Regions from separate parts of the Mus musculus genome. Here regions 2 and 3 are each linked to region 1. Evidence: chromatin contacts called from public Hi-C and promoter capture Hi-C data. All regions are on one chromosome and are shown on one strand. The core of a region is the stretch at or near the end of the contact, and the rest is flanking DNA. Distances in the headings are between cores, read along the strand shown. Region 1 holds the start of Gemin8 (gem nuclear organelle associated protein 8). Region 2 holds the start of Msl3 (MSL complex subunit 3). Region 3 holds the start of Ap1s2 (adaptor-related protein complex 1, sigma 2 subunit).

The links. Promoter capture Hi-C pulls out the DNA fragments that hold promoters and counts their contacts. A called contact is a pair of places that touch in the nucleus more often than the background predicts.
Region 2: a contact with region 1 is called in a Hi-C map of CD8 T cells, with 6 times the contacts expected there. The contact joins the promoter of Msl3 here to the promoter of Gemin8 in region 1. A contact is called at or near these places in 2 of 39 promoter capture datasets (erythroid cells and pre-B cells), 2 of 484 Hi-C or Micro-C datasets (CD4 T cells and CD8 T cells), 2 of 115 datasets of contacts at active chromatin or transcription factors (astrocytes and double positive thymocytes) and 2 of 9 other capture datasets (adipose tissue and liver).
Region 3: a promoter capture Hi-C map of erythroid cells shows a contact between it and region 1, with 4 times the contacts expected there. The contact joins the promoter of Ap1s2 here to the promoter of Gemin8 in region 1. A contact is called at or near these places in 2 of 39 promoter capture datasets (erythroid cells and hippocampal neurons).

The regions. Positions count from the first base shown.
Region 1 is chrX:166,168,645-166,171,932 of GRCm38.p6, forward strand. It overlaps Gemin8 (gem nuclear organelle associated protein 8), which reads left to right and starts at 1,810. Exons shown (of 4, transcript NM_146238.4): 1 at 1,810-1,906.
Region 2 is chrX:168,672,058-168,675,345 of GRCm38.p6, forward strand. Msl3 (MSL complex subunit 3) reads right to left here and starts at 1,815. Exons shown (of 13, transcript NM_001370791.1): 1 at 1,671-1,815; 2 at 206-288. The coding sequence starts at 1,772.
Region 3 is chrX:163,907,568-163,910,855 of GRCm38.p6, forward strand. Ap1s2 (adaptor-related protein complex 1, sigma 2 subunit) reads left to right here and starts at 1,450. Exons shown (of 6, transcript NM_001290379.1): 1 at 1,450-1,706. It overlaps Gm52456 (predicted gene, 52456), which reads right to left and starts at 1,964. Exons shown (of 2, transcript NR_165469.1): 1 at 1,844-1,964; 2 at 543-1,731.

The DNA of each region.
Region 1 (3,288 bases), core at 560-3,059:
GCAAGTATGTGACCGCTTTCTCATATCACTCTCTTTTCTTTCCTGCTCTTCTTCCCACAGGCTCCAAATGACTTGCCTGCTTCCCAGAAGATAGTCACAGTCCTACAAACACACACAGCCCTTTCTCGTTTCTTGCCTAAAGTTAACTGCCTGTGTGTGTGTGTGTGTGTGTGTGTGTGTGTGTGTGTGTGTGTTGTCCCTTTCTGCAATATATTCATCATATAAATTTACTACAATATGTCAGGTATGGTAATGAATATTCTCGCACCTGGGAAATAGGAGTTCTGCACGGGCTACATGAGACTCTTTCTAAACAAACAAATGAAAAACATAATTACACTTGCATTGACTGTCTATGATCTCTACCCAACCAATTGTCAATTTTGTGAAGTAAAAAAACTGTGTTTACCAGTGTATATTCACTAAGTAAAATATTACTCTCCTTTAGAATTATAATTTATGCCACATATATAATTTCATGTTCTATTGAACAGATTAATAAATATGTACATATTATTAAAATATGTACATAAATATTAAAATATGTACATGGAATTCATTTTACTCTTCATTTAAGGTAAATTCTCCTTCCCTAAGGCAAGGATTTTTTTTTTCCTCAAACAGCTTCATGCATCCCAGGTTGACCTCAGATTCACTGTGTAGCCACAACAACCTTGCTTCCATGCCCAGAATTCTAGGATTACAGATGCGCCAATATGCCCAGATGTGAGATGTTATAAAGGAATGATCCAGCGCATCATTCATGCTGGACAAACATTCTATCAATGAAGCTACACCACTGCCAGGTTAAGATTGCTTAAAATGTGAGTTAGTTAAGGCAGGCTTGTTGATACGCGTGCCTGTAATCCCAACAGTCAAGAGACCGGTGGATCTCTGGGAATTCAAACCAGCCAGGGCAAGATGATGACCTTCGACCCAGCTGAAAGTGAGACAGTGTCAACAACAACTAGACAGTTCACGTATTTTTTTTTCAATATTAACTCTTTAAAATGTACTGTGGAATTTAGTTAAGCACATCGAAAATTCTCACATTTAAGTACCTCAAAATCACGTGTGCCTTGAAGCTACAAGACACTGCAGATACTTAGCATATAGTAGACATCTGGTATATGTTTGCTAAATATTCTTTTATACTACTTTGATTCACCAATATTACAGGAATGATAAGGTAATAATGTCCCACTACTGACATTGCCTAATTATCTTAGCCTTTGGCATTTAAATTGTTTCCTATTTTCACTTTTTGGAATAACCATGCATCTGGTCCAAATCTGGTTTTCCTAGTAATAAATTCCTGCAAAATATGGCACATTTTGCCAAATAAGCCCACTTGGCCTTCTAGTAGTTCATCTTTGGTTACTAAGGACTCTTGTGCAACTCTAGAAGGGCATGTACTGCTGACGATTATAATGACAGAAACACTAGGTACAAATTAAGGTTCATAAATGTCAAGCTGACACAGATCTGAGTGAATCTGTATTTTCAAAACAATTTCTCACCTTCCATTTTAGTTAAGAAAGTGAAAAGAAAGTAAAAGCTAAAGAAGAAATAATAATAATAATAACCGAAAGCTGAGGGTGCAATTCAGTTCTGATCCCCTAGTGCCCAATAGCTAGCTGCCGGGACCGCCCAAACAAACGAATTCGCTTCCTGTGCCGCCCTTGACTCTGTGTAGCCACTGACACGACGTTACGTCACGGATAAGGCGGGACTTCCGTCTTTCAAGCCCCGTACCGGAAGCGAGCTCCTTGTTGCCCAGGCAACCCGAGCCTCCCGCTCTCCTTGTGTCACTCCCCCACTTCTCCCGCCCCTTCCTCCTCCCCACCACCAGAGCTAGGTCCGTTGTTGCCCACCGCCCGAGATCTGCCAGCTGCGTGCCCACGAGGTGACTTCGGGGGCTGATGGGTTGCTTTTGGGGAGTAAGGGAATAGCGTGGCGGACTCCTGAAGCTTGGAGTACTGGCTTGGCGCTCATGCTGTGGCTTTAATTACCATCACCCGGCAGCACGAGGAGGTTGCCTAGACCCGTGAGAGTCCCAACCCCTGACAGACTGTTAAAACTAGTTCTAATTTATGCTCTCAAGCCCTATGTGCTTCCTAATCCTTGGGTGCCTGCTGAGAATTCTGTTCCCAGGCCCCCACCTCAGACTATTCCAGTTCAGATCTTGAGAAGTGAGGCTCAAGCATGGGAAGGTTTGGGGTTTTTGTTTGTTTTGTTTTGTTTTAACTCACAGTGTAATTCAAACGTGCTGTGGATCACAATGTTGCAGGAAGTCTGTCAGGACACGTTTCTGCAGAGATGTCTAAGCTACTGGCTCATTTACAAAAACAAAACAACAAAAACCTGAGTTTCTCCCCCGCCCCCCTTGCAACTTTTGAGTTCTGTAGGTCAGAATTCTTAGTTGATGTTATCTTAAGAACATTTGACAGTTGCTGTGGGTAGCCAGAGTTCTGAACCATTTTCCCTTTTTTTTTCTGAAATGATTGTTACAAACTCGTTGCACAAATTAGGCTCTGGACTCCACTGTTGTTGGGGTTTTTATTTGCTTGGGGGGGGTTGTTTGTTGGTTTTTGTTTTGTTGTTGTTTTTTAACTAAAAGCCAGAACATTACTCAAAATCTTAAGACTAAAAGTTACAGACACAAAGCCTCTATGAATTGTGAGATTGTGATACTGTTTGAAAGTACAATTTATGCTAGCATGATTCGTCAAGATAACAGTGTCTTTGGGATGGCAGTGGAAAGAGAAACCATGTGTATATGCTTTGGGTAAATCTAACACGTGCAAGTTCACAGTAAAGTGTATGATCCCTTCTGTTGACTGCTGGGCTGGGGGGAAAAATCAACCCAAGTTGCAGAGAGGCAGGCGTTTCCATCGTGAAACTGTTTTACAGATGGCAGAGGCTTATTGGTGTTTCTTCAAGTCCAGCGTTTAAGGAGAAGTTAAGATAAGAAGGATGGCAGGAAATTAAACATAGCTAGAGGTTAGATAAGAGTTCTCAAGCACACTATAGAACTCTCAGAATTACTTCTTTATGTTGGGAAATCCACTCATAAAGCACTTGGACAATCAGATGCAGACTGTAACATTTAAGGCCAGATGAACTGGAAATATATTAATATATTTAGACATTTGGAACTTCTTACTGATTGTTGTTTTTAGTTACTGCCCCTTAATAATTTGGGGGAGCACGGGTAGGAGAGAATATTATCAGGATATAACAGACAATCTCAACAATTCCAGTAGCCCCCAAAGGCAGGAGATTATA
Region 2 (3,288 bases), core at 565-3,064, 2.5 Mb after region 1:
CTACAGCAACCAAGATTTCTAGAGATTACTCATAGATCATCCAAACATAACAGACTTTAAAGTAATCATGCCTCAGACCAGGCAAGCTTTCCAAACAAAGCAGAAGCAGGAAATTAAACTTTTCTACAAGTGTTTCTAAAACTTAAAGTTACAAAATTATCTTGCTACAAAGGCGATTAAGTCTAACTGTAACAAGTTCACTGACCTTCTGTTCCAACCATTAAAATGTATCAGATATTCTGGAATCTTTCTGCCCTTTTCGTCTTTCCCGATAATAACATCGATGATCTGAAACCAGGAAATACTACTCACGCGTGGCACAGCAAACCGAAAATTACTATAAGTTTGGTAAAAAGAACTAGATCACAGTCCCTTCTTAAAGAAATAAGAAAGTACTCATCCCTCCCCCCTTTAGATCGAGAGCTGGGTCGTAACATTCTTCAACATTTTTTTTCCTCTTCTGCCCGAGTGGTTGCCTCAAAATAGGAAACATCCGTCCAACCAACCCAGGATTGGTCTCTTGAGTTTGAGACCGGGTGAAACTTCTGAAGTCATTGGTCGGTAGATTTGTCATTAGCGAAGGGCCCAGACTAGAGAGAACAGCCCTGAGACCTCTGGGAGTTGTAGTCACCTGGGCCTTGCCTTGTCCAGTGTCTTGCCTAGCTAGCCAGAGACTTCCACAACCCTTCCCCTCCCCTTAATAGCCATGCATTCCCTAAGGTGATAGCTGGTACAAATGAAACGTATATCCTTCCATCTCCTAGCGATAGAGCAAGCTGGAGGGATAGCAATAGGAGGTAAACAGAGTTAAGGGTTTCAGGAAGAACCAAAGATACATAATCCAGCACAGACCTTGGGGTGTTCCACTGGACAGCACTGCTGAAACATGGCTAAAAACACACCTGGTGCTGCTCCGAGTTGTCTCTGCCACCAAGGACTTCACCTTGGTGGCTGGAAACACCGATGCTCGCCCCGACCCCCAGCGCGCTGAATTTTTACCTTCTTTGGGCTCTGGAGCACTTAGGTGCCCAGTCCTCCACTTAAAAACTGACAACCGCAAGATATAGCTCAGCCTGGGCTGACCAAGCTGGATACAGGCGAGATGCGATTCTTTCCTAGCTCTGTTCGCCTCCCACCAATCCTTTAGAAAGCAACAGAGCAACCTTGAGCCCCTCCCTTCCCCCCCAGCAGGACTACAATCCTAAATTTGACCAGGGTTCGGGACTGACAGCTGGGAATAATTGAGGACCAGGTTGAAGATGTGGGTGGGGAAACTGGTCAAGGTGTCCTCTACTGAGCCCATGTGGCGAGAAGCCGCGTGGGACAAGGACAGATTCGTTACAAAAGCAGAGGCCTCAGGCGACAGTCCTCCTACACCGGTCGCCGGGATTGGCGCCCAGCGCTCAAACCGCCACCCTGGCCTAGCAACCGCGCGTAAGCGACGCGACACGGCCGGAAGCGGAAGCATCACGGGTCCTTTCTAGTTAGGGAAGTCGCGCGCCCAGCACGTCTCGCCAGCGTCCCCTGTAGTCCCGGGCCGCTCCACGCAGGCCAAGGCGCGCCCTGGTGGCTGTCCAGGACTCCAGGCCACTTGTCCTCCGCTGGCCCCTTTGCCTCCCATCCCTCGAACCCAGTCCCGCATCTCCTCCCTGTTCCCCCCGCGGCGGCACCTTGGCATCGTACAGCACTCGCGCCTTGGTAGGGTCAGGCTCGAAGCACAGCACTTTCTCCCCAGAGTGGAATTGAAATTTCATGCCCTCGCTCGCGCTCATTTGCTCATCGTGGCGGAGGGCGAGGCTCCGGGGCGGGCAGAGTGCGCGCGGTGGGGGAGGACGGCCGGGGAGGCGGCGCTCCGCCACCGGGGGGGCCCGGGAGTGGTGGAGGCTACGACCGCCCCGCCCTCGGCCCCTCCTCCGGCCACCCCGCGCCACTGCGAGGACCTTGGCAGTGGCGATGGAAGCGCGCGGCCCCGCCAGGGCTTGTCCCCGCCCGTCCCCTCTGGGGCTCAGAGAGGGGTGCGGACGGGGAGCAAGATCCCTCGACCGAGGTCTTCCAGCAGACCGTTCCCTCTGGTCCCCATGGGTTAGGATTCCCGCGGTTTCCAGGCTGCGCCCACGTGTGTGCCGAGCTGTCACCCCGGGCGTGCGCTCTCTGGCCGGAGTGTGGGGATCTCTTAGGGAGAGGATTGCTCTAGGGTAGTCACCAGGCGCCGAGGAGGCTGGATGGCGTCTGCCCCCAGGAGCTGCCTGGCCGCGCGCGCGCGCGTCAGCCCCCTCGGCGGAGCTGCGCGCAGATGAGTGTGGCCACGCGAGAAGGACGCGGTGTTGGAGCTGGCCGGAGAAGGGCAGTGGCCTTGAGCGAGGGGAGGAGACATTCCGGGCAGTTAATAGAACACTGGGTCATCCTTCCGAGAGGACCAGCAGGTAGGGCCTGGAGGCCCCAGTGAGCAGCGGACAGCAAAGCTTATGGGTCCTGAAAGGGTCGTTAACACCTTACGTGTCAGCTTGCAGCACTCCTGAATTGCTCCCCCATGGTCTATCTTTAGTGGCTCAAAACCTCCTGAAGAGTGGAAGCACCATTGAGACTGCTGTTAACAGAGTGCCTGCAAAGATCGGGCGTTCATAAATACTCCCTGAATGACCGACCAGAAGACAGGAGACTTGAAGGGCAGAGCTTCAGTGACAGAGAGGGCAGTGCTGGCCTGTTTCTTCTTGAGTGCAAAGCCACTAGGCAGTGTGATTACTAGATCAAGACCTGGCTGGAAAGTTGAGCAGATGGGCTGGGAGGTTTTTAGTGAACTGTCAGATTTCCCACAGCCACTCACTCTGTTCTTGCTTCCAGAAATTTGCGTCTCCCCACCCCCACCTCCCTTCACCTGGTACAAGGTCCAAATCTCTCACACCTCCACTTGGGCACTTCCAAGAGAAAGGTCCCGCAGGAGCCTAGAGGAACCAACCATGTATCTGTCCAGTATTCCCTCCCAGAACTCGACTTACCCTTTTATTACCATTTTCTTGCTCTGCTGGAGAATGGGTTGTTCATTTGCAAGATGGCCCCACTAAGAGGGTAAACTGCTTGAACCTGGGGGTTGGGGGTGTCTAATCCAGTGTGTCATTGTATACTCACAGCACACAATAAATATTTAATGGATGAATGATCACAGATTTATGAAATCAAATCCATAAAACTCAATGGCCAACTGGATATAACTGAGGGAAGGGAAGGAGGCATCTTGGGAGTCCTCCAGGTTTTCTAGAATTAAGAGCTGAGTGAGGAATAGCTCCACTG
Region 3 (3,288 bases), core at 200-2,699, 2.3 Mb before region 1:
AGTATATTTCACTCACACACGTTTGTAGGAAACTTTCCAAGCAGCATAGTATTGCTGAAAAGGGGAAAGTATTCTAGTTTTATTTTTGCTAAACAAAAGCATATACAAAATGACCTCAAATTCCTAACGTATAAGATCCTATTACATTGGCACTCTAAGACATAAAAATGAACATTGATGTCTAATAAGGGGGTTCTTTACATTAAGTAAACACAGCTTCGCTAAAAGTGTAGCATCTTTTTTTTCTTACATTAGTTAATTTACAATTCCTGTTTAGTAATCTCTGCAAAGAAAGGCATGCCCAATGAATACTCTGTTCTGGCTTTTGTTGTAGGGACAGAGGTGACAGTAGTAATGAGTAGCATTTGACAGGGGAAATCCATGGCTGTCCAAGCAAGGTCACCTAATCCTGTGGATCTCCATTCCCCTTATCTATAAAAGATGAGTTGAACTCGATGATCCATCCATTCCACCATTCAAATAAAACACAGACATCCATCATACGCCCAGACTAAGTCAACATTTCAGCTTTTTAACAAGTCTATCATCATTTTATAATTTTATTAGACAACTCACATTTATCAGTAGTGTTAAAACCAGGCAGAGAACTAGGTTGTTAAACGAATAAAATCCAAGGTGCGCTAAACAGAAGCATGTGGGTAAAAGAGGAATTCGTTGTTCCGGGGCTTTAGGGTGAGGCTTTATAGATGTGACATTAGAGGAAGGACATGCCAAGGCGAGCGAGTCATCAGCCAAGGCTAAACTGGAACCCGGGATGGGGAAGGTGCGGGCGAGACCGTGAGAAGGAAGCGGGATCTAAAAGGACTAAGCGCTGTCTGGATTTTTTTTTTTTTTTTTTTTTTTTTTTTTTTTTTTTTGCAGCAGAGAGCGGACTACAACTCCTCCAGTCCGCCGCACTGCTGGGGGAAGCAAGCCCTGAAGAGAGGCTCTAGCAAAGCTTGTGGCGAGAAATGTCTAGGTTAGCTGGGGCTGGAAAGGAGGGGCCTCCCTGCAAACGCGGGCACGAGCACCGCGACAGCGCTGACTTGTTTTCCCCTGAGTTGCAGCACTCCTGTCCTTGGCTCCCACCATCATCGCCGACTGTCACACCTCCCCGCCCAACCCTCTGGAGACCCACGGAGTCACTGGCGCTCGGAATCAGCCCCTTTGCGGTGCGGACCATCCTTTAGCCTGCACCACGGGGTCAGCTAAGGGCGCCGCGGAGCCCCATCACCCTGCCACGGAAGGAGCCAGGACAGCCGCGCGCGCCGCGTCCCGGCAGCACAGCCCGAAGTACGCAAGCGCGCTGGCCACAGCCTAGGCCGCTTCCGGGTCACGTGGCCAGACTTCCGGCCCTCGCCACGCCTACCCTGCGGTTATTTGACCAATCGGCTTCTCGTTCTTGCCGGCAACAGCGCTCACTCTAGAGGCGGTTGGCGCCCCCTCGGCAGCTTGGCGCGCGGTCTCCGGTCCGCCTCTCCGCTCGCCGCAGCCCGGGCTCCTCCTCCGTCCAGCCTCCAGGGCGGGATCTGTCGGCTCGCCCTACCCTCGCAGCCTAAGCCTGCCCTCCACCAGACGGGTCCCCTCCCCGCGGCACCACGGCTTCCCTTCCACAGCACGGCGACGGGGGCTTCCCCTCAGCAGCTGCCGGCGCCTCAGTCTCCGCGGCCAGCCCAGCTCCGCCGCGTCCGCGGCCCGCCGCCGCCGTAAGTGCTGAAGGAGTCCGCTGAGCTGGCAGGGATGGAAAGAGGGAGTGATGGCTGGGACGCGCCCCCCGCCGCCCCGTGAGCGCCCCGACGACCCCACCCCGAGTCCTCCCGGGGCGCCGCGCCCCGAAACTCACTTCTGCCGGCGGTAGCGCTCCGCTCTCCACTCGGCAGCGCGCCGGTGATGCAGGGGAACCGGTCCTAGGTTCCGCGGGGACCCCGCGGCACCTGTGGTTCGCTGATCGCCTCAAGTTTGACGGGGCGTTTTGGGGAGGGGCTGGGGTGACGGCGACCGAGGACTTGGCGCCCCTGGCGGGCCAGCGGATGCCATTGTCTCTGCTCCACTCCTTGCCGGTCACCTCGCCCAGCTTTGGGTACTGATGGAGTGTAGTCCCGGGAGGAGGGGAGGCGTCCGAGACTGCGGGACCCCAGGGATGCTGGACCAGAGCCCACTCCAAGGCTGAGCTCATTGTTGGGTTTTTTGTTTTGTTTTGTTTTGTTTTTGTTTTAATACCAATCTGGAGAAATTGTTGTCCCGGGATTTGCGGCAAAAATCAAAGCGAGGGAAAAGGAATACTTGTGCCGCGGGTTTCGTCCCATGTTAGCACATCATTTGTTTTGAGGAAAATGCTTGGTTTCTTCGTCCTCCAAAGTGGTAGGGCGGATACTGGACCCCGCTACAGATAGCCTAGAGCACACCCCAGTCATTAGCAAACCATCTCTCCTGGTCAAGATTTAAGAAAACCGATCGGTCCCTTCCCCAAGTTCTGATAACGGTTTGCGTTCAATGTCCAGTTCTTTCGATGCCGTTCTTTTCGATGCCGCTGTCTTCAGGACTTACAAGGGTGGCACTTTGCTCTCAATGAATTATATAGTGTTGTGTGGGGTAATAGCCAATTTTAACTTTATTAAAGTTAAATGGCTACGCCATAAATATCCGGATGTTTTCTTGATGCCTTTTTGGGATATTGCGAGGTGGATTTCCTGTCTAGAGCCAATTTGATTTTATATTAGTTACGTAAATTCCTCCTCCGGGTGTTCAAATTTAAGGTTGTGTGGTGAATATTAAGAATCGCCCTTGGGTGGATCTTACTTGCACTGTCACTGTTAAAGGAACTTAAAAAGGTTAAAACAAAACACCTATCCAAATTTTACCTTCAAATTAGCTTTACAATACAGCTCGCTTTTACCAGTTGAATTATAAAATACATGCCTTAGAAAATATAGACTGACCAACAGACATGCAAATACTAAGTAAATCAATGCAAATTAGCTTCGGTATAAAACATACTCAAATCCAGCATAACATTCAAATGTGGTTTTTGTTTTAAAAGAAGTATTCTGTGCACTGTCCCAAAAATTTGTTGTTTTAAATTAAATATCTTGTGTCTCGATATGAGTAACTTTGAATAAAGCTTTTTAAGCGTGTATTCTCTTTTACATACATTAACTCAGTTCTTGAGTGCTTGTTTGTGTTGGATTTTATGAAATGCAAACATAAAAATCGGGCTTTTGTCTTTAAAATGTGTTGTTTGTGAGATCTTTTTGATTAATATTGTGATTTTGCTTAAAATATGCTAGC